Regions from separate parts of the Mus musculus genome. Here all the other regions are linked to region 2. Evidence: chromatin contacts called from public promoter capture Hi-C data. All regions are on one chromosome and are shown on one strand. The core of a region is the stretch at or near the end of the contact, and the rest is flanking DNA. Distances in the headings are between cores, read along the strand shown.

The links. Promoter capture Hi-C pulls out the DNA fragments that hold promoters and counts their contacts. Capture Hi-C pulls out chosen DNA fragments and counts their contacts.
Region 1: a promoter capture Hi-C map of adipose tissue shows a contact between it and region 2, with 4 times the contacts expected there. The contact joins the promoter of Med7 here to the promoter of Pwwp2a in region 2. A contact is called at or near these places in 2 of 39 promoter capture datasets (the C10 cell line and pre-B cells), 1 of 484 Hi-C or Micro-C datasets (muscle stem cells), 1 of 115 datasets of contacts at active chromatin or transcription factors (astrocytes) and 2 of 9 other capture datasets (adipose tissue and liver).
Region 3: a promoter capture Hi-C map of pre-B cells shows a contact between it and region 2. The contact joins the promoter of Fndc9 here to the promoter of Pwwp2a in region 2. A contact is called at or near these places in 4 of 39 promoter capture datasets (the 3T3-L1 cell line, the C10 cell line, hippocampal neurons and 1 more), 1 of 115 datasets of contacts at active chromatin or transcription factors (large pre-B cells) and 1 of 9 other capture datasets (adipose tissue).
Region 4: a promoter capture Hi-C map of embryonic stem cells shows a contact between it and region 2, with 6 times the contacts expected there. The contact joins the promoter of Nudcd2 here to the promoter of Pwwp2a in region 2. A contact is called at or near these places in 14 of 39 promoter capture datasets (the 3T3-L1 cell line, the C10 cell line, the HPC-7 cell line and 9 more), 1 of 484 Hi-C or Micro-C datasets (regulatory T cells), 10 of 115 datasets of contacts at active chromatin or transcription factors (astrocytes, embryonic forebrain, embryonic stem cells and 5 more) and 2 of 9 other capture datasets (adipose tissue and liver).
Region 5: a contact with region 2 is called in a promoter capture Hi-C map of liver, with 3 times the contacts expected there. The contact joins the promoter of Cyfip2 here to the promoter of Pwwp2a in region 2. A contact is called at or near these places in 3 of 39 promoter capture datasets (the C10 cell line, hippocampal neurons and pre-B cells), 1 of 115 datasets of contacts at active chromatin or transcription factors (astrocytes) and 1 of 9 other capture datasets (liver).
Region 6: a promoter capture Hi-C map of pre-B cells shows a contact between it and region 2. The contact joins the promoter of Mat2b here to the promoter of Pwwp2a in region 2. A contact is called at or near these places in 17 of 39 promoter capture datasets (the 3T3-L1 cell line, 3T3-L1-derived adipocytes, the C10 cell line and 11 more), 3 of 484 Hi-C or Micro-C datasets (B cells, CD4 T cells and nephron progenitors), 4 of 115 datasets of contacts at active chromatin or transcription factors (astrocytes, effector CD8 T cells, extraembryonic endoderm stem cells and 1 more) and 1 of 9 other capture datasets (liver).
Region 7: a contact with region 2 is called in a promoter capture Hi-C map of embryonic stem cells, with 3 times the contacts expected there. The contact joins the enhancer-like site here to the promoter of Pwwp2a in region 2. A contact is called at or near these places in 5 of 39 promoter capture datasets (the 3T3-L1 cell line, embryonic stem cells, hippocampal neurons and 2 more).

Annotation. Positions count from the first base shown.
Region 1 is chr11:46,435,138-46,438,558 of GRCm38.p6, forward strand. It overlaps Med7 (mediator complex subunit 7), which reads left to right and starts at 1,824. Exons shown (of 3, transcript NM_025426.3): 1 at 1,824-2,054.
Region 2 is chr11:43,679,836-43,683,511 of GRCm38.p6, forward strand. Pwwp2a (PWWP domain containing 2A) reads left to right here and starts at 2,163. Exons shown (of 2, transcript NM_027557.1): 1 at 2,163-2,781. The coding sequence starts at 2,258. Gm34963 (a long non-coding RNA gene) reads right to left here and starts at 2,229. Exons shown (of 2, transcript XR_388594.3): 1 at 2,000-2,229.
Region 3 is chr11:46,233,696-46,237,096 of GRCm38.p6, forward strand. Fndc9 (fibronectin type III domain containing 9) reads left to right here and starts at 1,862. Exons shown (of 2, transcript NM_177075.4): 1 at 1,862-1,901. All of the region lies in intron 23 of Cyfip2 (cytoplasmic FMR1 interacting protein 2), which reads right to left.
Region 4 is chr11:40,732,133-40,735,671 of GRCm38.p6, forward strand. Nudcd2 (NudC domain containing 2) reads left to right here and starts at 1,529. Exons shown (of 4, transcript NM_026023.5): 1 at 1,529-2,022. The coding sequence starts at 1,834. It overlaps Hmmr (hyaluronan mediated motility receptor (RHAMM)), which reads right to left and starts at 1,305. Exons shown (of 18, transcript NM_013552.2): 1 at 1,182-1,305. The coding sequence starts at 1,227.
Region 5 is chr11:46,310,801-46,314,026 of GRCm38.p6, forward strand. Cyfip2 (cytoplasmic FMR1 interacting protein 2) reads right to left here and starts at 1,558. Exons shown (of 31, transcript NM_133769.3): 1 at 1,427-1,558.
Region 6 is chr11:40,691,214-40,694,565 of GRCm38.p6, forward strand. Mat2b (methionine adenosyltransferase II, beta) reads right to left here and starts at 1,469. Exons shown (of 7, transcript NM_134017.2): 1 at 1,265-1,469. The coding sequence starts at 1,327.
Region 7 is chr11:46,114,608-46,117,996 of GRCm38.p6, forward strand. The region is part of intron 7 of Adam19 (a disintegrin and metallopeptidase domain 19 (meltrin beta)); the gene reads left to right. Among named protein-coding and RNA genes, the nearest start is that of Mir8100, 14 kb to the left of the region's middle. Within about 2 kb of position 2,019, at least 67 of the 459 cell types and tissues checked have an H3K27ac peak or open chromatin away from gene starts, as enhancers often do. A contact at or near this core is called in embryonic stem cells, where this site is marked.

The DNA of each region.
Region 1 (3,421 bases), core at 574-3,073, 2.8 Mb after region 2:
AATGCAAAGATTACAAACCAATTAAAAGACATTGGTAGTTAGAAAGGGGCAGCTCTTAATTGGAACCAGAGACCATCTGAATCCAAATATTGATATGGAAGTTGATTTTAAAAGCTACCCCTCCAAATTCTCACAGCCTAAGCTGACTTTAAACTATGTAGCCGGAATGACCTTGAGTTTCTGAATTTCAGATCCTTCTGTTTTTACCCTCCATGCACTGAGGTTACATTTGGGTCTTTAACATTCAGATCTTGCAAGTACAGTCAATAATAGACAAAACAAAGTATTCATTAAACTGTATTTTTAACCAGTCCCTAACATGACATGGCTATCCCTTATGTAGTACTGGGGTTGTCTTATATGTATTATTCTAGGCAAGCTCTCCACCCATGAACTTATCTTTGGGTGATGGCTAATCTTTAGAAGCAGAAAGACTGAGTGGCATTTTCTTGTGGCTGCCCAGATAAAAGGACATGAAGAAAGGAAACTGCTCTTTGGTTGCTTGCTCTAACACTCACTGGCAACTTCATCTGTACCACTGCTGTGCCATTCCTTTGCCAGTATTAGAACCAAACTTCTTTGGGATTCCAACATGGACTGAAGACCTGTGGCTCTCCAGGAATCTTCCAGGTCTCCAATGCCAGGTGGGGGTCTGTTGAGACATCCAGCCTCTTAGACTGAGCAACTACAGGATTCTCAGCCTTTCAGGGCTGAGACAGCCATTGCTGGACTACTTGAACTGCATCTTGTAAGTCACTCGGATAAGTCATATATACATATATATCCATGTGCATACACACATTCATTCTATCAGTGTAATAACCCCTAGTACACTTTCAGTAAGATAATAAATCTGTGGGTATAGGAAAAAACGAAGAGCCCTTACCTTTTAGAGGTTCATACCAGACTAGAGACAAAATGATGGGGCTCATATAACTATGGAAGTTGGTAGTGAGTAGACTCTTCTTTTGTTTTTATGCCTGCAATGCTCCACATATTTAAAGGAAGAAACTGAGACATTCTTGTTTGTGAAGCAGAGCTGTTTATCTTACTTTTAGTTTGCAACACTGCATCTTACGACTCCCATATCATCTGTTAACAACTCTTCTCTCTCTCCTCCCTCCCCCTCCTCCTCTCCCTCAGGGAAAGGCCAAAATGGAAATATTTCTTGCTAGTCCTGATGGCTCATTTCTATACCTCTGGCTTTCCAGAGGCTGGGAAGAGACATCTGAAGCCAGCCTGGGCTACACAGTGAAATTACCCACTCCCTCCATTTTAAAAAATTATATTAAGTTTTTTTCACTTGTCAATTTGTGGAAGGATTGTTATAGACATCTTTGAATTCCTAAATGAAAATAAAAGTGAATGGAAGGGGGAAAATGAAGGTTTAGGATGTTATTCTTAATCATGTTCACAAATATCTCCATATATATGAATATATCATAGAGTACAATCTTGCTTTTAAAAAACATTTTTGATGATTACATTAGTATAATTTTTAAATATATTGCTTATCTGTATTTTCTGACTTTTACATAAGGCAAGTATTTAATTTTAAAAGTCTCGTATAAAAGTGGGGGCTGCAAGGAATGGAATTACTAGAGAGTACTTTCTTCTACTAACAAAAAGTACGAAGAAGTATTCTCCTGACCTGACCAAGAAACCAGACAGCGGATCTTTCCCGAGAGAAGCAGGAGATGCGAAAGTGCGCATGTGCAACATCTTTAGGGCGGGAGTAGGACCTGCTATAGGACAGCCTTGGTAGCCAATGAGAGGCCCGCGTCAGAGGCTTCTTCCTGAGAAGGCAACCGGAACTTGTGCTTCCGCTGCGCTGAGGAAAAGTCACTACCGGAAAAGCAAGAAAGAGCTGAGGTGAGCGGGCGGCGGCGGTTGGCGACCGCAGCCTAAGTCTGTCTCTCCGCCCCCGCGGTTGCGTCTCTCCCGGCGTGGAGCGCCGAAGTCCGGCGCGGGACAGCCTGGGACGCCCGGGCTAGCCTTCCTCCCGGTTCCTCCGCGAAGCCTCCCCGGGGCCTGAGGCAGGCGGCCGGCCGAAGGTACACCGAGTACCGCTCTCTCCGGACGACAAGCCAGACGGGAGGTTGGGAGGTCCGAGTTCTCGTCCCCACGCCACGGGCTTTTATAATGTCGTGGTCTTAGCCTGCCCTGTCGCCATTGGTAAAGTGACAGTAGCCGCCTGGGAGCGCGGGGGCTGGGGGAGGGGAGCGAGAGCCTGGGTCGGAGCCGGATTCATCCTGTACCAGACTTTCCGCGGGGACCCAGTCACGGGGACAAAGTGAGCCAAGTGTCTGAGCTTGCGGACCCCCCCCCTCCCAAAAAAAAAAGCACCCACGAGACACTGGATCTTGTTAGTGTTAGCGAGTCACGACCTCCAGCGGCTTTGAAAAGTTCAGTTTGAACCGGTAATGGGCGGTTTCTGTAAGGTGGCCCGCTCTAACGCGGGATGCCCAAGTTACGGGGGTTTGCACTTGCGCCCGAAAAAACTAATGCGGATTCCCGTTGTACAATTCACCCCCTTCTGCACGTTGGGAATTGGCTTCTTGTCTCTATAGTCAAATTGGGAGTAGTCGTACCGTCCTGATGATTGGAGTGAGGATGCGGATCTGTCACTTACTAAAAACCTTCGGGAAACTGCGGGTTTAGTGTGGGTGTGGCTAAGGGAAGCGCAGATCCCCAACTTCAAAAGCCTTCGGGGGATGAAATTTAGGCCAGGTGTTGACTTGAAGTGGCTACAAGTAGACTTTCGTGTTCTAGGTATATACACCCTGAATTAGCTCTAACAGTTAGACAATCTGAAGAATTTGGAGTTGCTTCCCTCAGATTTAAGGTATTGGCAGTGTACATCAGTGTGAGAAAGCACTCAAGAATCTTCTCATTGTATAATGTACTTAAATTGGAAAAAGCAAAGGTTATTTTGACCATATATGTTGGGATTTAGGTTTTAAATTTATGTAGAAAAGATGTAAAAATTGCTAATGTGTTAAGAAAACTGTACTATACTAACTCTACTATACTGTAAGATGTGGCTTCCTTCAGAAACCTTGGAAAATATTTGAAATATGAAATTTAACAACGGTGTTTTGTTATAGTTGTTTGTTTGTTTGTTTTTTTGAGACAGAATTTCTCTGCGTAGCCTTGGCTGTCCTGGAACTCACTCTGTAGACCAGGCTGGCCTCGAACTCAGAAATTCACCTGCCTCTGCCTCCCAAGTGCTGGGATTAAAGGCGTGCGCCACCACTGCCCAGCAACAATGGTGATTTTTGTCAAGATGTAAAGAGAGTTTTAAGTGTTTGGGTTTGGAGACCACTGTACAGTAAAAAGGAAAGTGAACGACATGAGATTAATAGATACCATATGTAGTTTGATTATGGGAAAGAATAATAAATAAGGCATATGACATTTG
Region 2 (3,676 bases), core at 913-3,412:
CACTAATTGAGAAAATGCCTTACAGTTGTATCTCATGGAGGCATTTCCCCAACTGAAGCTCCTTTCTCTGTGATAATAACTCCAGCCTGTGTCAAGTTGACACAAAACTAGCCAGTACACTGGTCTAGAACTTGCTATATAAACCAAGATGGCCTTGAACTGAGATCCATTTGTCTCTGTCTCCTTCACTAAAAACATGCACCATCATGCCTGGTTATTTTCACTACTTTTAGCTATTCATCTCTGTATGTCTGGGAGTAGGTTTGTGCACAAGGTAGCTAGAGGAGGGCATTGAATCCCCTGGAGTGCTGGAACCAACTATGATTCTCTGCAATAGAAGCACATGGTCCTCACTGCTGAGCCATTGCTCTAGACCCCCAGAACACAGGACTTCAAATGAGAGGGTTTGGGAAAGTCAGTGGTACACAGTGGTCTCTAAACAAACTCCATTTTCCCTGTGGCTGTAAAGGGAGATTCTGAATTCTCCTTGACTGGCATCTTCTATTGGACTTTTACTTTCCTGAGAACTGCTAAGCTTGAAATAGACAGAACGTTGGCTAATATTTGCTTATTGTCATTTTGTCTTTTCTATAAAAAAATACCTGGACTTATGACCGTGTAATTTATTAGCTAAACAACATTAGAAACCTTTTTGTCTCAGTTTTCAAATAAAATGGGTATAATAGCACTTGTCGAATTGCAAGGACCATGTAAGATTGTACTAGATATTGATATATAGTATTCAATTAATCTTTGACATTTCATTCTTCCCTCCACGTTGGTAAATATCTTCTTTCTCTTTTGTAGGTGTTTTCAGTGCCTCTGATTGCTCCTATTAGAAAGGACTGACTGAGGAACAATCTGCAAGAAATGAGTACAGTGGCTCCTTCTAGACTTAACAGATTTCAAATAGAATTGGTCTTTAAACGCAACACTTGGGAGGCAGAGAGAAGGAGGCCGATCTCTGTGAGTTCCAGGCAAGCCAGAAGTACATAGGGAGACGCTGTTTCAAAACAAAAACCCAAACCACAAAAACAAGGACCTTAGGACACTGGAGGGCTCCCCTAGCCCTCATCTTTTCTTTCTTGGGATGGGATCTCAGTTTGCAGTTGAGTCTATCCTGAAACTGTATTAAGTCTGGACTAGAATTTTGCCATTTCTGCCTGTGCCTCCCAAGAGCTGCCCCACCGGCAACTATGCCTAGATTTCTTTCTTTCTTTCTTTCTTTCTTTCTTTCTTTCTTTCTTTCTTTCTTTCTTTCTTCCTTCCTTCCTTCCTTCCTTCCTTTCTTTCTTTCTTTCTTTCTTTCTTTCTTTCTGCACACGGCAAGGAAGAGGGTAAGGAAAGAAAAGGCTTCAATAGTGAACTCTTTCCGTGGATCTAAGGACTACAGTCAATTTAGCATGCCAGTTGTCTGTCTTCTCGTTAGAATTTTCCTTTTTTGAAATTAGCAGGTTCCTAGAGTTTAGTCCTTTATATTTTAAAGAGTGAAACCAAGGAAAACACCGCTTGTGTGTATGCGGGAGCTCCTGTCATGTGGTCATGGAGAATGTCTTGTACATCGCCCTGTTTCCAGCACCTCGTAATCTGACTAGTGAATAGGCACCCAAAAAGTGTCTCAGGATTATTTTCGGAACTTTAGTTATCTTTCCCAACAGAAGCCTGTTGTGCCCACACTTGGCCACAAGCAAATCCAAGCCTAGAAATAACATTTATTCTAAGGATCTCTGCGCAAAGATTCTTGGGAAGTGGTTCCCTTTCTGCATTCTCCCGCTATTCCCCCCTTGGGGAGTCTTTGAAAGAACTGGCACGACTCGCGTTTTCTTCCCTTCTCCCACCTCCGAAGAACGGGCCGAGTAAGGGCAGGGGCATAAACCAATCCTAAAGCGGTATTTCCCCTACTAACCAATAGATACAGGCTGTAAGCACAGGGCGCCGCTTTTGCCATCCTTCAGCCCGCCCCTCAAACTCCTTTTAGATTCTCCACTTGACAACTCACCTGACCAATGGGAAGTTCCTACTCTGAGGGAGGGGGCGGGACTCAGCCCGCGACAGACGGCTCCTTCTGACCAATGGGTTGACAGAAGTGCGGAAGGGGGTGGAAGGCGGAGCCAATGGCGCGGTGCCAATCACGAGCATCAGGGAAAGGGCGGGACGAGAGTGTTAGCGGGAGGGAGGGGAAGGCCTCGGGATCCCAGCCGCGCTGCCGCCGCCGCCGCCGCAGCCCGAGTAGGAGGAGGGAGAAACCAGCGAGAAAATGGCGGCCGTGGCTGCTGAGGCGGCGGCGACCGCGGCGTCCCCCGGGGAAGGGGGCGCCGGCGAGGCCGAGCCGGAGCTAGAGCCCATTCCCGGCAGCGAAGCCGGCACCCCCCTCCCGGTCACGGCCACGGAGGCGGCGGTGCCGGACGGCGAGGCCGACGGGCGCCAGTCCGCCCCTCAGGCCGACGAGCAGCCGCTGCCGCCACCGCCGCCGCCGCCGCCGCCGGGGGAGCTGGCCGATAGCTCCGAGGCTGAGGAGGCGAAGCCGCCCGAGCCCGCGGCTGTCCCGGTCTCGCCGCCCGAGCAGCCTCCGGCCGCCCCCGAGCAGCCCGAGGACGCGCCGCGGCCGCCACCAGCTCCGGCGCTCGTGCCGCCGGCGGGCGGGGACTCGGCGGTGTCGCACCTCATCCCCGGCTCGGAGGTGCGGGTCACGCTGGACCACATCATCGAGGACGCGCTCGTCGTGTCGTTCCGCCTCGGGGAGAAGCTCTTCTCCGGGGTCCTCATGGACCTATCCAAAAGGTACCGTCGGCCCCCCAACTGCAAGCTGTCCGCTCCGCCGCGAGGGAGAGCGCGAACCCGAGCTGCTCCCGCCCCGCCCTCGGGTCCTGCGCGCCGCGCCGCTCTCCGCGTGGGGCGCGCTCCGCGTGGGGCCGACGCGCGCGGCCCCGGCCCCAGGTGTGCAGCTGGGGACGCGCGCGGGTGCAGATGGCTGGCACACCCCGCCTCCGCATCCCCAGCCCCCTGCGACCCTCTGGCTTGCGCACTGGGGCAGATGGGTTAATGCAAAATGCAGATGGATCCCCTAGAGAAACGGGTGCTGTGGGGGGGGGGGGGGGGGAAGAGGTGCTGCGGAGGCATCTCCCTGTCCTCAAATCAACCTTTAACTTTAGCGGGGCTGAAGAAAGGGGTGTGTGCTTTGGGCTTCCCAAAAGGTTACCTGTCAGTTGTTAAAAGAGGAAGAGCCTAGAGTTAATGAACCCTTTTTTAACTGTTATTAAGAACTGCTGGAAATAGTTTCTCGGAGGATCACTCTTTAATAAGGAGGTACCTTTTGCTAATTTTACTTATAGCTTAAAGAAATATTGGAGACGGGATAGGTCCCCTGTCTTTTGAACATTTACTACCCAAGTGGTGGGTTTACAAAGGAATGTTCGCATGACTTTTTCTTTGGCAGTGATAGAGATTGAGTCTCAAAAGATTTCCGAGACGATGTTTACAGTTAAATTTGTTTTGACTAGAAGGTTGAGTTCACCTACAAACCTCTGTCTTATCCAGTATATTTTCACCTTTTGATTTAAAATGTTCTGGGCACTGCTTTAAACAGGTAAAGAAGGTAATCTGCTTTCAGTCTAGAGTTAACCTTTTTATTCTCTTCTTTTGCAGATAGGAAGTGCAGAGACTCCCATTCATGGCT
Region 3 (3,401 bases), core at 612-3,111, 2.6 Mb after region 2:
CGAGTGAGGCAGGAGCTAGCTAGCTAGTGTACAACAGTGAAATCAGCGAGTTCTAGGTTCAACTAAGAGACCGTGCTTCGATAGATTAGGTGCATAGTGATTGGAGAAGTCATCTGATATCCACTATCAGCTTCTGGCATCCACACGGACACACACATAGTCACACCCATCTGCACACATACACCAGAACACTACACACACACACACACACACACACACACAAATTTAGAACTCATCTCACCCTCCATTCAGACATGTCCAGGCTCTTGGACAGATGACAGTGAGATATTTTTGTAATGTTGAGGAGACCAGGAAGGAATTTGTTGGGATAAACAGAAAATTCAGGAGTCCTCAAAGGCAAGGCAGACTGGGTCCCATCTGCCCCAGGAACACTAAGCAGCTTCCATTTCTCGCGTCAGTTCCAGGTGACTGACTGACTGACTGGCTGACTGGCTGGCTGGCTGGCAAGCAGCCGTTCATTCATATGTCTGTGCTCAGAACTCCAAGGCTGAGTGTGAGCTCAGCCAGGAGGGGAGATGTGCTGTATTCCTAGAATGCTGTGACAGACTGGCACAAACATGGTGGCTCATAAGTGACAGGATGCTTTCTCACACAGTTCTGTGGACAGGAAGCCTGAAATCAGCACGTCTGCAGGACAGCTCCCCTGTCCCGTCCCCCCATCCCCATCCCCTATCCCCGCCCGCTGCTCATGGATCCATTGCTTCCACTCCTGCCTCTGCCTCCACATGGCCTCCTCTTGTGTGTGTGTCTCCATGGGTTCAAACGTTCATTCTCTTAGAAAGACTCCATAGAAGTGATCAAGGGTGATTTCATCTCGCGATCCTTAACTAATTAACACCCATGAAGGCTCTACTTCTAAAGCCATGCTCTAAAGTTCATGTTGAGGGACCACCAGTCCATGGGAGATAATGGTTGAGCAATCTTGACAAGGGTATTTGAAATGTTGGTACCCGTGTTTTGCCCCTGAGGTGTTCGAAGCTTTAGAGTTGAAGGAACTGGGATCCAGGCAATACAAGAATCTCGCCCAGAACCATCATGTAGAGGCACTGCAGGAAATGAGAGGAAGGAGGGGGAGAATTTCCAGGGGGGAAGTGGGACAGGAAAGGAGGGGACAAGTTCGCCACAGAACCGAAGGGCATCTTTGCATTTGAAACCACTATCCACAGATGGAGATGGAGTAAGACAATGATCACTGGTCAGCCTTCAAGATGGCTCAGCAGTAAACCCCTTACCTCAAGGAGCCTCAGGACCTGAGTTCAATCCCCAGAACCCACATAAAAATGCCAGACACGGGGGTGTGCCTTTGTACCTCAGAGCTTGCAAAGCTCACTGGCCAGCTGGCCTTAGCCTGCTGGGTGCAAATTCCAGGCTCATGAGAGACTTTGTCTCAAACAGAGAGTAGACGGTTCTGGAGAAATGACACTTAAGGGCTGCCTTCTGATCTCTACATAGGTATGACATGAACATGTGTACCTGAAGAGAGAGAGAGAGAGAGAGAGAGAGAGAGAGCGCCAACTACAGAGAAAATACACAAGCACTAGAAGAATGTGCTATCTTGGGGATCAACCTGCAAAATTTTTCAACCTGCTCGTTTCTTGCTGAAGGAACCAAAGCTCCTTTCACTGGCAAAAGCCTACTCAGACTGGTCCCTGAAAGCATTGTGCGTAGATGCCTGCTGGTTGCCATGGTGAATGATGCTGATCTGAAGAATGAATAATGTGAGCGTTGGGGGCGACAGTGGGATTACTCAGTGGTGAGTGAGAAACATCAAGGAGAGCCTGGTGCGGAGGAGGGAGAAGAGGGAGAAGCTCGTCACCTGGGATCCGGTCCGCTCCGGCTCAGAGGGGAGACGTCTATACCAGACACACTGCGAGCATCAGGTAAGAGGCATGGATGGCTGTCTTGGAAATAAAAATGGCTTTTCCTTTCACACTCTGCCTGGAGAGGGGCCAGGCTGTGGGGACTGGATAGCTAAAAATGGGAAGAGTTTAAAAACAGAAGACGGGGAGAAAAAAAAAAATAAATACGAAGAGATGGATTTGTCCCTGGAAGCTGGAGATGCTGTAGAAGCAGTCTCGGTGGAAGCTCTTAGAAACGTCTGCTGCAGGGAACCCAGGCTATAAGATGGCCAGCAGCAGGGGGGAGGCAAGCAGAAGGGGAGGTATGTGTACAAGGACAGGATGCCCGATCACCCCGATGGGAGGGCCTTACAGGGCGCCTGTGTATTAACAGGGTATGAATTCCGCCCACTTACGGAGGTTGGAAGTGTGTTTGTTGGGTATGTAGGTCCCTGGGTGGGGAGGTGGGCATACATCAAGAGACCCGAGGGAGAGTAAGTCCGTTTCCTTCTGAAAGCCATCTCTGGGAGGCTCTGTACACCCCTGCCTCATCTTTTGTATTTCCCATTTACTGGGTGCAAATTCCCAGCCACGTGGAGAGGAGGAAGCTGCTTTCTCAAGCATGTCACTGTCTTTAGAGATGGAAACCAAGGACTGAAAACTTACTTCACGCTGTTACGTTTTCCCCTGGCTCACCTAGCCTAACAACACAAGCCCAGAAACAGAAATCAGTTTGGCTTAATATTCACTTTGGGCTGAACGTGCCCGCTTGCCATTTCAATCTTCCGCAGCATCTGCACTTCTGGCTGGGGATGGGGAATGGAGAAGAAGGCAGAGGGAGACCGGAACATATAGAGCCTGGCAACGCTTGTCTAGATTTTTGATCAGGGGGGATTCAGAAGGAAAGCTTTCTCTCAATCGGAGAGAATGAAAGAAAACCCAAAAACCTTGATGCCTCTCCTTTACCAAAGCTGAAAGGCTTACAATCTGAACAGGGCTCATCTGCCATACAGCCAACCAGGGTACCTCATTTACCAATAATTTAATAATAATAATAATAATAATAAATAATCAACAATAATAATCTATTACTGAACTCAGGGGCTCTGCATTGAAATACAGTGGCTAAGTGGGTAAGTTCTCTCTCTTCCTGTGAGCTGATACTCCAGGCCGCTCATTAATAAGATGGGAATGGAGTCTGTTATTGTGGGAGAAGCCACCTGGCACAGCCTGGATCCAGCAACTGCCGATTTGCTGTGGTTCTCAACCCCTTTGGGGGCCAAACGACCATTGGAAAACACAAACATTTACATTACAAGTCATGACGGTAGCAAAATTACAGTTATGAAGTAGCAACAAAAGCAATTTTATGGTTGGAGGGTCACCATCACATGAAGTACTGTATTAAAGGGTTACAGCATTAGGAAAGTTGGGAACTAGTGGGTTAGACAGTCACAAAAGTCATAGTACTATTGCTACTTTTAGAAGTTATGGGGCAATTAGAAGTTAAGCTATCCTGGGAGCTGAGGACCTTGATCTGAG
Region 4 (3,539 bases), core at 279-2,778, 2.9 Mb before region 2:
AGTACATGCTACAGAGGATATAAACCGGCCTTTCATCTTCCGCTCCATCACTTACTTGCTGGCTGCATAATATAGTCAGAAACTCTCTCAATGTTCTCATTTGTAAAGAGTACAACTTTGGTACTTTTCTCGTCTAGCTGTTCAAAGGAATAACATATAGACCTTACGACAGTACAGCTGCACAGTTAGCATCTATCACCTCACACCCAAGGCTCTAGTTACTTGTGCATAAACCACAGCCCTTAAGAGCATAGCATATATCCTTGGAAGTCTGGGTTCCCACTCCATTTCTGCCAATTTAGTTTCATAAAATTGAGTGGATTTCAGTCTCATTTTTCATTTACTTCCAACATGCTATTAATTTGTTGTAGGTGTGAGTTACTGACAGTCTATGTAGCTCAGGCCACTAGGTCTGGAAGTGTCTATTTCTTACAGGTGAAAACATTAAAAATTACTTTATTCTAACTGTTTAAATGCTATCACCATCTACACTCAATTTACTCTGTCATCTACACACCAAGTTCCACTATTCTATTGTTAAAATGCTGAACATTACTTAAGAATTGTTTCATGAGATGGCTCAGTGGGTAAGAGCACTGACTGCTCTTTCAAAGGTCATGAGTTCAAATCCCAGCAACCACATGGTGGCTCACAACCATCTGTTATGGGATCTGAGGCCCTCTTCTGGTGTGTGAGGACAGCTACAGTATACTCATGTTAATAAATCAACCTTAAAAAAATAAAATATTAAAAAAGAAATTCCAAAGAACTGTTTCACGAGTGGAAAAGAATCCGTGGGCAGCTGTCTTTACTGAACAGATTTCTCAGTCTTTATGCTTTTATATCTGAATGCAATGTCAATGCAGAAAATTCTAAAGAGAGTAACTTCTTTTTAAAAAGAAAAGTAGCGCCTGCCAACTCCTAATCCCCTTCAACCAGCTGTGGTTTCTCCATGGTGTTGATGGCATATTTTGGAATCTCACGCTTGAAGACTCGCTGTGTGCAGGGATGACCTCATTTCACGTAGGGCCGCGTCTCTACCATCCCACACTGCGCTAACCAGGTGTTTACTGCGTGAATTTGGAGAAAAACAAACACCGCCCCAGCCCTAACCTGGCTTTCGAATGACTGGGAAACGAGGGCACATCCCCTTCCCACCCTGTTCCCCCACCCGTACGTACCCGAAGGGTCATTGAATCTCTTCAGGGGCGCCTTAGGAAAGGACATTCTGACGCCTGGGTCCAGATGAGACAGCAATCAAACGCCCCAGCAAACTGTCAGCTCGCCTGAATTCAAATTTACCTCAACTTTCCCCCTCAGCCAATCAGAAAACCTAAACCTATCTGGCCAATCCTGCATGGTCCAAAGAGCATGCGCACTAGATTCCTACCGCCGCCCAATCGGAAGGTTTGTAAGTTTAAGCTAGTAGCCAATAAGAGGCTGCTCCTGATCGTCGCCGCAAACAGCTCTATCCAATCACTTCTGGTTTTACTCAGTTTTACTGGGTAGCCCAGTTCGCGCAAGCGCACTTCACAGGCCGGTGGACGCGTCGGAATTTTGGCGTCACACAGGTTTAAAGATCGCAGGCACTTTTCTCCTTTGTTCCGGCGTCAGTGTTCTTTGGATGTCAACATCTCTAGGCTTCGGTCGATTTCACCAGGGCTCACGAGTGTCTTAAATGGGCTCTGAAAGGGAGAATTTTGCACACTCGGACACGCCAGTTTGGACTCTTGCGCATGTGCAGTGACCCCAAGGCGCCGAGGGCAAGCCCAGAGCCTAGTCCCGCCGGTGTAGTGCTCTCCCGGAGCCGTGTGCCTGCGTGGCGTCTTCAGAATGTCCGCCCCGTTTGAGGAGCGCAGCGGGGTGGTTCCTTGCGGGACTCCGTGGGGACAGTGGTACCAGACCCTGGAGGAGGTGTTCATTGAAGTCCAGGTGCCCCCCGGCACTCGCGCGCAGGACATCCAGTGCGGCCTGCAGAGTCGGCACGTGGCTCTGGCCGTGGGTGGCCGCGAGATCCTCAAGGTAGCAAGCCAGGGCTTGTCCCGAGTTCCTTCTTCTGGCTTTCCCGCACCCCGAGCCCTAAAATTCACGGTGTCAGAGGGATGACTGCTGGGTGTGGCAAGGTTAGTTCCTGGCTGGTAGAAAGAAGTGGTAAATTGTTCTGGCGAGGGGTCTCCACGGAGCACTGCACCCACAGAGCAGATTTTGCGCGGGTAGAACTCAAAGATTTTGTTCTCCACTTTATTTCTAAAATAGGTTTGGGGTGCTTTTATTTCCTCCGGAGTTCCTGCTGACAGAAGGCTAAGTAGGTCAAAAGAACGAATATGCGTCTTCTGGGCACCGATGGGAGTCCCAGAGACTAGACAAAAGGATTCTGAACTCTGTTCATGACGTGTAGGCTAATACAGGCACTTACAAGCAAGGCTAGGGTAATGGGATGAGGATTCCAAGATGTCAGATTGGTTTTCTAAATAACAAGTTTCTTGCATGTTGATCTTCATCGTAGTGAAAAGGTGTGTGAAGTTACCTAATTTCACCAAATTTTTAATCTGGTCACATTTCCCCGTTTTTGGTTAAGAATTTATTAAGACTCACATAACAATCAGGCTATACTTTACACCTAGATTAGATGCATAGCCTGTTGGAGGATGACTGTATAATGTAGTGGTGAACGGAGACATGATACTGTGTTTTGTAACCTTGGGCAGGAGAAGGAAAATTAGTCAACAGCTAATTGGATATCAATTTCTGCAACATGTGATTTGAACCTTTTTAAGAAACTGGCCTTTTCTAGTGCCAGCTTCTCAAAAGAGATTGAACTAGCTTTAATAACATTGAGTTTAAAAGAGAGAGCACTTTTAAGGCAGGTGTTGTGGTGCACGCTTTTAATCCCAGCATTTGGGAACCTTAGGCAGGTAGATCTCAGCTCAGCGAATTAGGCCAGCAAGCCAGATGTACTAAGCCAGCTCCATGACTCCATAGAGCAGTGGTTTTCAGCCTTTCCTAATGCTTCGCTCCATTAATAAAGTTCCTCATGGCCGGGTGTGGTGGGCACACGCCTTTAATCCTAGCACTCAGGAGGCAGAGGCAGGGGGATTTCTGAGTTTGAGGCCAGCCTGGTCTACAAAATGAGTTCCAGGACAGCCAGGGCTTTACAGAGAAACCCTGTCTTCAAAAACAAACAAAAAAGTTCCTCATGCTGTGGTGGCCCCCAACAATAAAAACAGTGTCCTTGATACTTCATAAGTGTAATTTTGCATTTACGAATCTGTCATTAAATATCTGGTATGTAGGATATCTGATATGTGACCTTGAAAGAGGTTGAGATGAACAGGCTGAGGACTGACAGACTCTGCTTCAAGAAAACAAAACATAGTCACCAGGTGGTGGCTGTACACACCTTTAATACTAGCATTCAGGAGGCAGAGACAGGATTTCTGTGAGTTTGAGGCTCTTGGTCTATAGAGCAAGTTCCTGGGCAGCCAGGGCTACACAGGGAACACCCACCCCCTTAAAAAATGCAAAACAAAAGAAGGAAA
Region 5 (3,226 bases), core at 308-2,807, 2.6 Mb after region 2:
ACATCGGAAAGTCAACCATTAGAGATAGCAAATATTTTGACTTCAGCTCTGCTTCCTATTAAAATGTCTCCTATCCTCGGCTTCCTTTCTGATCCCATGACTTAAGAAGCGCCTGCTCTACATCCAATGGGAAAACCTTTTGTATTTAGCTCTTCAAGATAAATACCACTCACTGGCTCCTTTCTCAAGCAAGTTTGACAGGAGAGAAGGGACCCAAGGAGCATCGGGTGGAGGGGGGGAAAGCCACAGAAGGGGGGATGGTGGTAGGGACAACTACCTTCAAGGACTTACAATCCCGACTATAGATATTAATCTATATTTTTGTCCTCCGACAATGGCGGGAGGGGGGGGTGTCACTGAGTGCTAGGCAATGGTTCTTGCAGGGCCTGTGCCCAAGAATAAGGCTGGTCACTTCTAAGGGAAGGGGTCAAGAGGTAGAAATGGTTGCTTAGGAGCAACAGTCAGTCGTCAGTCTGATCCCTAAGTCTTCCTGCCCAACTGTGGGGCTGTGGGCACTAAAGAATTGGGCTAGCCAAGTTCTAAGTCTGGACTGGAAAACACCCAGATAGTCGCGGGAGAAAACCAACAGTCGGTTCAACCATGCTCCCTGCCCCCACCCTTAGCCACAAGCTACTCCTCTTCCTGTACACACAGGAGGGCTTACCTTCCTGAAGGTGATGTGGCAATCTCCCACAACAGACAGGTGGGCAGCTAAATACGAAGGAAACCTTGACCCCTAGGATTCCATCACCCCACCTTTCTCCTCCCCAAAGCCATCCAGGGGAGAGGCGCTAGTATAGGCCAGAACGCTTCGAAGCAGGTCAGCCATGCCTCCCGGCTCATCAGAGCTTTCCTCTCCCAAACCGTGCCGCTGTGGCCCCGGCCCCACCCGGCTTCGGTTCACCGCGGGCGCCCAGTACCCCCTTGCCTGTCAGGCGGGCCCAGGCAGCTCTCTCTGGCCTTGGCTGAATGATGGTGGCCGCGACCGCAGAGGCGGGGACTGCCCGGCGATCTGCAGTATGTAGGTGCAGGGATGTAGCCCCCTCTGGGCTTGTGGCCCCTGCAGGTATCCCTGGTCCCCGAGACTATCCCTGCCTCTTTTTAGGGCGGGTGGCTCCGGCCCAGGCCACGCACCTGCTGTGGCTGCCGCTGAGGCTGCTGCGCGGAGCTCTGCGCTGTACCCACGACTTCTGGAAAACGCTCCCTGCCCAGGGCGCCCGGGGCGGCCGAGGGGAGAAGGGACAACACAGGCCTGTAGCCCGGCCTCCAGGGACCTGAAGCCGTGTAGCCTCGGGCGCCAAGCCAAGCGCCCCCAACGGGCTGGGAGAAGTGGCGCCCGCCCCTCGCGCATCCTCAGGAACGCATCCACCGCCTAGGCAGCATTTCGGTTCCTGCATCAGCCCTGTTGTCTCCGAGAGTCCCTTACCTGGCTCGGTGGCAGGTCCAGGGGAGGGACCCGAGGCTACCGCAGGGCCCCGCGCCGGGGCGCAGGATGCTTAGCCCCGCTCCGCCGCTGCGCCGGCGGACCGCCGCGCCCCGCCCGCGGCCCCGCCTCTCCGCCTGCCGCGGCTCCTCCCCTGGCCGCGGTGCCCAGCCCCTTCGCCGCGGCTGCTGTCACACAAAGAGCCGGAAATGGCTGCGGCGAGGGGCTCCCTGCGCACCCCTGACCTGCAACCTCCTGAACCCATACCTTCCAGCCTTAGAGTATCCAGCCTCCGGACTCTGGAGGTGGAGGAGGGACGACTTTCCTGCTGCCGCCTGCATCACCAGCGACACCTGCCACTCCAGAAGGAAGGAAGCGTCAGCTCCTTTCGCATCTCCCCGGTGTCAAATTATTTTCATATAGTCATTTATTCACCACATCTTTATCGACTACCTGTTTTGTTCCAAGCATCTTGCCAAGAGCCAGGCACGCACTAGTGTGCAGTAGAGCCCCTGCTCGCTTGGAGCTTATTATTTGCCAGCATTAACTGACCTAACAGGAGTCCAATGACAGCTGCTTTCCCAAAGAAGGGAGCAGGCTAAGTGAGAGGTTGAGCCCTTCCACCACTTGAAGAATAACTTCCCAGAGGGCACGGGCTCAGAGGGCACGGGCTCAGAGGGCACAGGCTCAGCGGGAGAAAGCGCTTGCAGCCAAGCTTGATGATGACCTGAGTTCGATTCCCAGGATCCACAAGGTAGAAGGAGAGAGACAGCTTCTGTATATTGTGTTCTGACCTCCACCCACATGCATATATGCACATTACACAGACACACAGACACATACACACACCCATACACACACACAATAAATAAATGTAATAATTTAAAAACAAAGAGAAACATCTACTTCCTTTCCATTTCTTAGTGTAAAAATGTACAGCTATTATGTGTGTGTGTGCGTGTGTGTGTGTGTGTGTGTGTGTGTGTGTGTGTGTGTGTGCGCGCGCGCGTGCCCATGTCGATCCCATTGAGGTAGAATTGACTCGTGGACAAAATCATGATAAGCTGACTTTTAGGCAAACCTAGGAAGGAGCTGAGGAGACAGAAGCCTCTTAGATGCTGCTTAGGGCTCTTCAAAGAATCCATTGCTCCTTGAGACATAACTCGGAGGGCTTTAGGTAGGGATGAGGCCAGCTGCATTCAGTCCTGACCTGAACCCACCCCAGCATGGTACTGCTCTGAGTGGGAGATGCAGTACCTGCAATAAAGGGAATAATAGTTGCTCTGGGTACCATATATATATATATATATATATATATATATATATATATATATATATATATATATATATATGTGTGTGTGTGTGTGTGTATGTATATAAAGTATTTATTTTATTCTGTGTGTATGGGTATTTTGATTGCATGCACATATATGTGTACCGCATGCATGCCTGGTGCCAAGAATAATCTGGAACTGGAGATACAGATAATTGTGAGATGCCATGTAGGTACTGGGAATTGAACTCAGGTCCTCAAGAGGAGTAGCCACGGCTCCCAACTGCTGAGCCATCTCTCCAGCCTGCCCTCTTAGGGGAACTAATTGGAAAGTACTTGAGAGCCTGATTTATGTATAGAGCAACAAGGAATAAAATCTTGGGTCATGAGAACCTTCTCCAATGCTTGCCAGACGCCACAAACTTAGACTTGCACAGTTGTTCCCTGTAAATGGCTACTGATAGAGGAGCCACTGTATGCAAATCTCAGGCAAGGACTTGAGAAGACTTAGCTGCATCTCACATGCTTCC
Region 6 (3,352 bases), core at 219-2,718, 3.0 Mb before region 2:
AGCCTACACGAATACATGCTCATACGCACACACCTTTGGTCACATGCCGTCACCAGTCTGGAACTGCAAATACATTCGAACTTTGGCTAAGGCCCAGCCATTTGGAGATAATATTGAATGTGCATCACGCAAATGTAAAAATTTCCCATTATCAACTGGTTGTGGTGGCTCAGATCTTCAATCCCAGCACTCCTCGAGGCAGAAGCATCTGAGTCCAAGGCCAGCCTGGACAACACATACTGAGTTCTAGTTTGGGTTTCTATTGCTGTGTGAAAACATCAAAGCATTGTTTGGCAGGAGGTACTTAGCTTACCATTTCCACATCACTGTTCGCCCCTGAAGGAAGTTAGGACAAGACCCTGGAGGCAGGAGCTCACACAGGCCTTGTGAAAACTGCTTAATTCCTCAGCCAGCTTTCCTAAACAACTCAGGACTATAACAGCCCAGGGGCTCCGTCCTCCCAAGTCAATCGCCAATTAAGAAAAGGCGCTACAGGTTCACCTAATAATAGCCTAATCTTATGGCGGTATACTCTTAACAAGAATCCCTCATCTCAATAGGGACTCCCTTATCTCTAGTAACTCTAGCAAGCACAGGACCCTCCCCCAAATTAAAAGTTTGCATTAAAAAAAAAAAAAAAACTGGCCACATCCTAGGCGTTTTTATATCAGCAAGACACATTAGTTCATCGACTGTGCTGGATACATTCTGTAGGTCAGTAAGTACTTAACGGGCTTGAAACACGGGACCGTGGACCAGACTTGGAAACATGCTGGGGGAAGTTTACCAGACATGCAATTTCTTTCAGCAGTCTTCCACCACGCAAAATACAGCGGTTCAGAAAACGTAGAAGCTAAAAGCCCAACACTGGAATTCCTGCTCAAACCTTCCTGAATAAACTCGAGGCGGTGCCCGTCTGCCTACCAGGGAGCCTGAGCGTTCACAGCACCGCACAGTCGGAAATCCTGACAGCCTTAAAAGTGCCTCAAGGAACCCGCCCCGTGCAAACTATGAATTCACCAAGTTGACCCCGCCGACACCGCCATTTATGGAAAGTCACTCTCCCCCTGTCCTTAAAGATCCAGGAACACAAAACAAAGATGATGACTACTGAAACGGGAGCCAGCCCGCGGGAGGCGGCGGGAGGCACCGGGAGTCTCCACCTCCGCGCTCCCCGGGCTGCAGCGGGCGTGAGCGCAGCCCTACAGGGAGAGAGGTAAACAAACTCAAAGGCGCCACCCCGGCTCCATGCCCCGAAGCTCACCTCCACCAGCTGGCAGCAGCCGGGGACGAAGTGGATGGAGAGCTCCTTCTCCCGGCCCACCATGCCCGCAGTCTTTGCGCCGCTTCAGTCGCGACCGCAAGCTCCACTAGCGCAGCACTGCCAGGGGCCGCAGCGCCCGCGCCCTTGGCCCTCCTCCCCTAGGCCCAGGCCGACCCCGGCTGCCGCTTCCGGCTTCCGCCGCCCTGGCCGCGCCTGTTGATTGGCCGCCTCTCGCCACGCGTTCAAAAAGGGGCGGAACCTCAAGGGACGCTGTCAGCCCATGTGCCAGTTCTTAAGGAGATAGAGCGTTAGAACGCAGGCACTGGTGCCAAGCGATGGATGCAGGCTTCCTTGGGTTTAAGAGTGTTGGCTTTTTTGTTTGTTTTTTTAAAATCTCTCCTACTTATTCCTTCTTAGTGAAGGGTAAGGAATCGATTCGCCTAGGTTTGCAGACTGCGAAATGCCTAGGAGTCAACCAAGCATGTATTATAGAAAATAGACTAAAACATCTGTAAAGTTAGGAGGCAAGAAGGTAAGGGTTGTCCCGTGAACACAGAGCTAAGGCTGGACTGAGTTGGTTTTAGGCAGTCCGAACCTCAGGCTGGCCTTGGGCTCAGAGAAAGACCTGCAATTTCTGATCCTCTCTAGTTTCCTTGTCCAAAGGCATCAAAGGGTTACAGGAGTGAACAACCAACCTAGGCAAGGTGCGGTTCGTCCTTTAAGGCAAGAAGAAAGAATAAAAATAGGACTGTGCTCAGAGTCATTAACATCCCTGAAAGCTATGTTTTTCTGGAATGCTAAAAAAAAAATGCTGTGAAGTTTGAAAACTGTTTATTTTTAGCTAATTAAAAATAAAAAGGTGTGGGAGAGAATGTTACTTTCTAAAAGGCAGGTTCTTCGTATTTCCCCCCCCGCAGAACCACAGGAGAAACTCAACTGTGCTAACAAGCCCAGTCAACTTTTAAGTAGATTTAACAGGCGTCCTGGCTGCCCTTTGGAGGCTTCACTTAGGGGACGACGACGCCCGGGGCTGCTGGAGCCAAGCCAAGGAGGAGCTGCTAAGACTTAAAATGAGGGAGCCAAGGAAGGGCGGAATGCCAGGCGCTCCTTCCAGCCCTGTGTGGTTGTTCAAAAGTTAATCAGAAACAACAGCTCGCAGGGTCTGACTCAGCTCTCAACTGTAACCTGCAGGTTACAAGCTCCGAAGCACAGCAACAGGCAAGCCAGTGAAATTTACCCTGAAAAAAAGCCCGGGCACACTTTTTCTCCGCCCACTCTCTACCCAACAATCTATTCCCATCCAGACACCCACGATAAGGGATTTCAAAACTCGCCCCAAAACGTGACCACTGCCTGAATTACCCCCAAAGGCCTCATTTTCAGAATCCTTTTGGTTTATTTTTAGACTAAGGATTAAGCTGCCCCTTGGGAAAAGTTTTCCTCAGTCAGGTGATAGTTTTTCTCCCACCCCCCCACCCCACCCCCCCCCACTAAAGAATTTATTCCCTCACTCTTTGGAAGAGCAAACAAAGGCAGCCTAAGGCTCCCTACTTTTCGAATTTTTTTTTTATAATCCGGGTCTTATGGTTATTAAAAGGGCTAGCTATCCCAACACTAAATTATAATAATAATTAGAAGTCCGAGGGAGGGACAAATCCAAGATCCCTCATCCTAATTAAAAGTGAGAATATTTCAAGTTTCTGGTTGATGTGTGTGTAGTTTGCTTCCTAGAGGGGATCATAAAATGTACTCAATAGGAAGACTCAAAATTTTCCACAATTAGTGTGATTCTCAGAGCAACCTTGTGAAGAGAGTGAGAAAATGTTTGCTTGCCTATATATAAGAGTACGGTTTGACACAAGTCAGGCAAAAGTTGGGTATAGCTTATTTAATAAGAAAAGGCTCTGTTTACAGCCAATGTCTGACTTCCGATGGGGGTTGGGGAGTCACGTCTCAAAGAGTGCAAACTGGAACTGAAAGTCCCATTAGCAGATTCAAGCTCCACAAGACAAAAGACAAAAGACAAAAAACCTGGGCATGCACCACGGGTTAAATCTTGCACTACACAGAGCCTTCACTACAGTTGCA
Region 7 (3,389 bases), core at 769-3,268, 2.4 Mb after region 2:
CTTGGTGATGCTTAAAATGCACACAGCAGATCTGGTGTGGTTTAGAGCCTTGGTAGACCCTCTCTGATCTGGTGATGCCAAAGATGGCAGGTGGCGTGTAAAGAAAGCTTGAATGGAGACTTATCCTGGAGTCCAGGAGTTCTGTTTCCTCCTGGAAGCCCTCCATGCACCCACCACCCATATTTCCATTAACCATGCATTACCTTCAAGTCCCATACCGTGTGGTGACATGACCACAGCCAAACACTCTTTCCTGTGCCCTGGCTGAGCACTGCAAAACTCCATGAAAGTGGGGGTGGGGGCTCATCACTGTATCATGGTCTCCTGTCCTCTCTACTTGGGGCTACCAGCTTCCCCAGTGGCCTCTTTCTTTGCAGCTCCACAGCGTGGGTCGGAGCAATGCCAGCGGGTGAGGGAGTTCTAGCCCAGGTTTGAGAGCTTATTTTCAGAGCTAGAGGTCGGAAGAGAAGGATCTTTAGCCTTCTTTCTTAAAGACAGGAGGAGTTCACTGGGCAGCGAAGTGGAGGTGAAGGGCTTTCCTGGGAGGGAACATTGTGTTTACTTTCAAAAGAGTTTAGCTTTCTTAAGCTGATGTTGGCATTGTTCCCCCCACCCCACCCCCCAGCAGTCAGGAATGGGTGGGTTCTAGGGTTTTTGTTTTCTTTCTACAGATTGATGTGTAGATGGGGGAGCAGCAACAAAGGTTGGCTTCAAAGCCAGCCAAGTAACCCACTTAGCCCCACCCCATAGCGGCACCTTTGGCTCTCTGTATTGTGAAGGTTCCTGGGGGAAAGCAAGGTCTTTCCTCCCAGAGAGTTCTCCATTTAAGCTTTATATCTTGTATCGTCTGATACAAGGTCTTTCGTCATTTTTCCTAAGATTGTTCAGATAAAATGTCCTGAGACTCCAATGGAGTGAGGCACTTAGAACCCCCCCCCCCCGCTCCAGTTTAAGGGAGGAGTATTATTCTTTTGCCCAGTGGGTCCTTGGTGCAGGGTTTTACAAGCCACTTAACCTGTGAGTCTCCAGCAGGCATAGAAGAGGAGGAGTTGGGGAGTGGTCTGTTGCTGGGTAGCTAGACTCCCAGCAAACCAGGCAAGAAAAGGCTCTGTTTGAAGGTGTGCCACCATGGCTGTGGGACCACCCAGAGGATCTTACTGATGCAGGGGAGTGAAGCACCCCTTAAAAAGCACCAGTCAGTCACATAGACATCCTCACCCCCTTAGCTACAAGTCACCCCCATGACTCGTACCTCTTGCTGAGTCAGGGATCTCTCAGTTCTCAGTGTCATGAACATCTCTCAGCTGTAGGCTTTGAATGATTCATGTCAGGGTTGGATCAGGCCAGGCAAGATTTGCAGCCCAGAATCTGCTGGCAGAAATATATTCCTGGTCGTTAATCTGAGCATGCAGGAAGATGAATCAAGGGAAGGATGTAGTATTTGTGATTTATCCCCCAGTGCTGAGACACAGCCGCTATCTCCGGGCTCGGAACTCACAGCAGCCAGAGGGATGCTTCGAGTGGGAAAGCAAGCTCTGGGCAGTGAGGTTGTGCTATTGGCATCTAGAGAGAGCTGTCAGCAGTAAGCAAGCAAGCAAGCAAGCAAGCAAGCAAGCAGTGGCTCTCTGCCTGGGCCAAGATCGAGGTGGGAGCTTCTGGGATGATTCTCAGCATGTCCATTCTGTAGGCAAGGAGGCGTGTGAGAGAGCTGCTTGGGTGGATCCTGGCACATTCCCTCATTTATTAAGTGAAATAGAATGCAATGGGAGCAAAGAGGGGGGCTTACGTTGGGGGAGGGGAAAGAATGGGTTTAGACATAGGGCTGTAAAGAACTTTGGTGGTACCAGCAGGATGTAAGATATCTGGGAAAGGCTGGCCTACCGTGTTATATGACCGGGGTTGCCTCAGAAAGGGTAACACTGAAGCACATATTTTTTAAGACTGGAGGTTGTAAACTACAGCCCATGTGAACCTATCACATGTTCCTATGAGTATTATTCTGGAGCAGGGCCATACCATTTGATTTATGGTATCCTGGAAGCTTCTAAGCAACCAAGGAGAACTGGGTAGCTGTGCTCCACCAAGGCAGAACTGAGCAGCTGTGGTCTACGATCATGTGGTCTACCAAGCCTCATCATGTTTACTCAGTAGCGCTTTGTAGAATAAGCTTACCAACTCCTGCTTCAGAGTCTTCTGGAAAACATGACACACTGTTTCAACTATGGTGGCCTCACTGGGCCTTACTGTTTGAGGATAGGATTAATATATTTGGAAGCCAGAAATCTCTTCCCAATGCAGTAATAAATGTTTACTAAATAAGTGGAAAGACTCTTGCCACAGGACTAGTTTAGAAGTCAGGAGGTCTTGGTAATAGAAACTTCTAGATTAAACAGTTTGCAAAGGTCTATGCAACAGGGTTCTAGAATTTACCTCTGTAGGAGATAAGGGTAGCAAAGGAGTTCTTTTCTGGTGAGTGTCAGTTCCAAAGAAGTCAAGGACTGTTGCAGAATTAATACAAGAGGGAGGAAGTGGTGTACCAGAGCTGGGAGTCAGCCCTTGCCAAACCAATACTCTAGGGCACCTCATTTGGGTATTCTGGAAGAGCTGGAGGAGGAAACCTGTAACGGCTTGAATAAGGAATACCCACCTAACAATACCTTCACTAGCTATCCAGATTCTGGGTCAAAATGACAGCACACAGGGCATGTCTATCCTTTAGGGCAGGGGGAGGTTACAGTTCTAAAATCTTTTCGTCTTCCCATCCTGACAATTTCCCTACTTCATTATTGAAGGTGAAAGAGGTCTGTCCTTTTCAGACAGAAGTGGTAATACAAAGCCTCCTAATGGGGCTTTAGGCAGACATTCTAATCAAGTTCAGCACACTCTTCTCTCCTATGCCCCATTATCGATGTCTGATTTCACAGTGATGATGAAGTCAAAGAGTCTTTCTCACCAAAGAAGGCACTGCCTCTTGGAATCATGTGGAAGGCAAAACCATGTTGATGCCACATGGCCCTGTTGGCAGCACCCCCTATGTGACATTTGCATGCCCCCCCCCCACTGCAGTTAGTCCGTGTAGGTTCTCAGTGAGTTTCTTAGCTCTTTTTTTTTTTTTTTTTGGTTTGGTTTTTCGAGACAGGGTTTCTCTGTGTAGCCCTGACTGTCCTGGAACTCACTTTGTAGACCAGGCTGGCCTCGAACTCAGAAATCCGCCTGCCTCTGCCTCCCGAGTGCTGGGATTAAAGGCGTGCGCCACCACACCCGGCTTCTTAGCTCTTTTAAATTGTGTCCTTCTTTCTTAAGTAGAGGATTTGTTGTTATGGTTATTTCTGGCTCTCCCTCCACTGTGACTGAAGCTCTTGTAGGGTGTCATCAAGACCTGACATCCA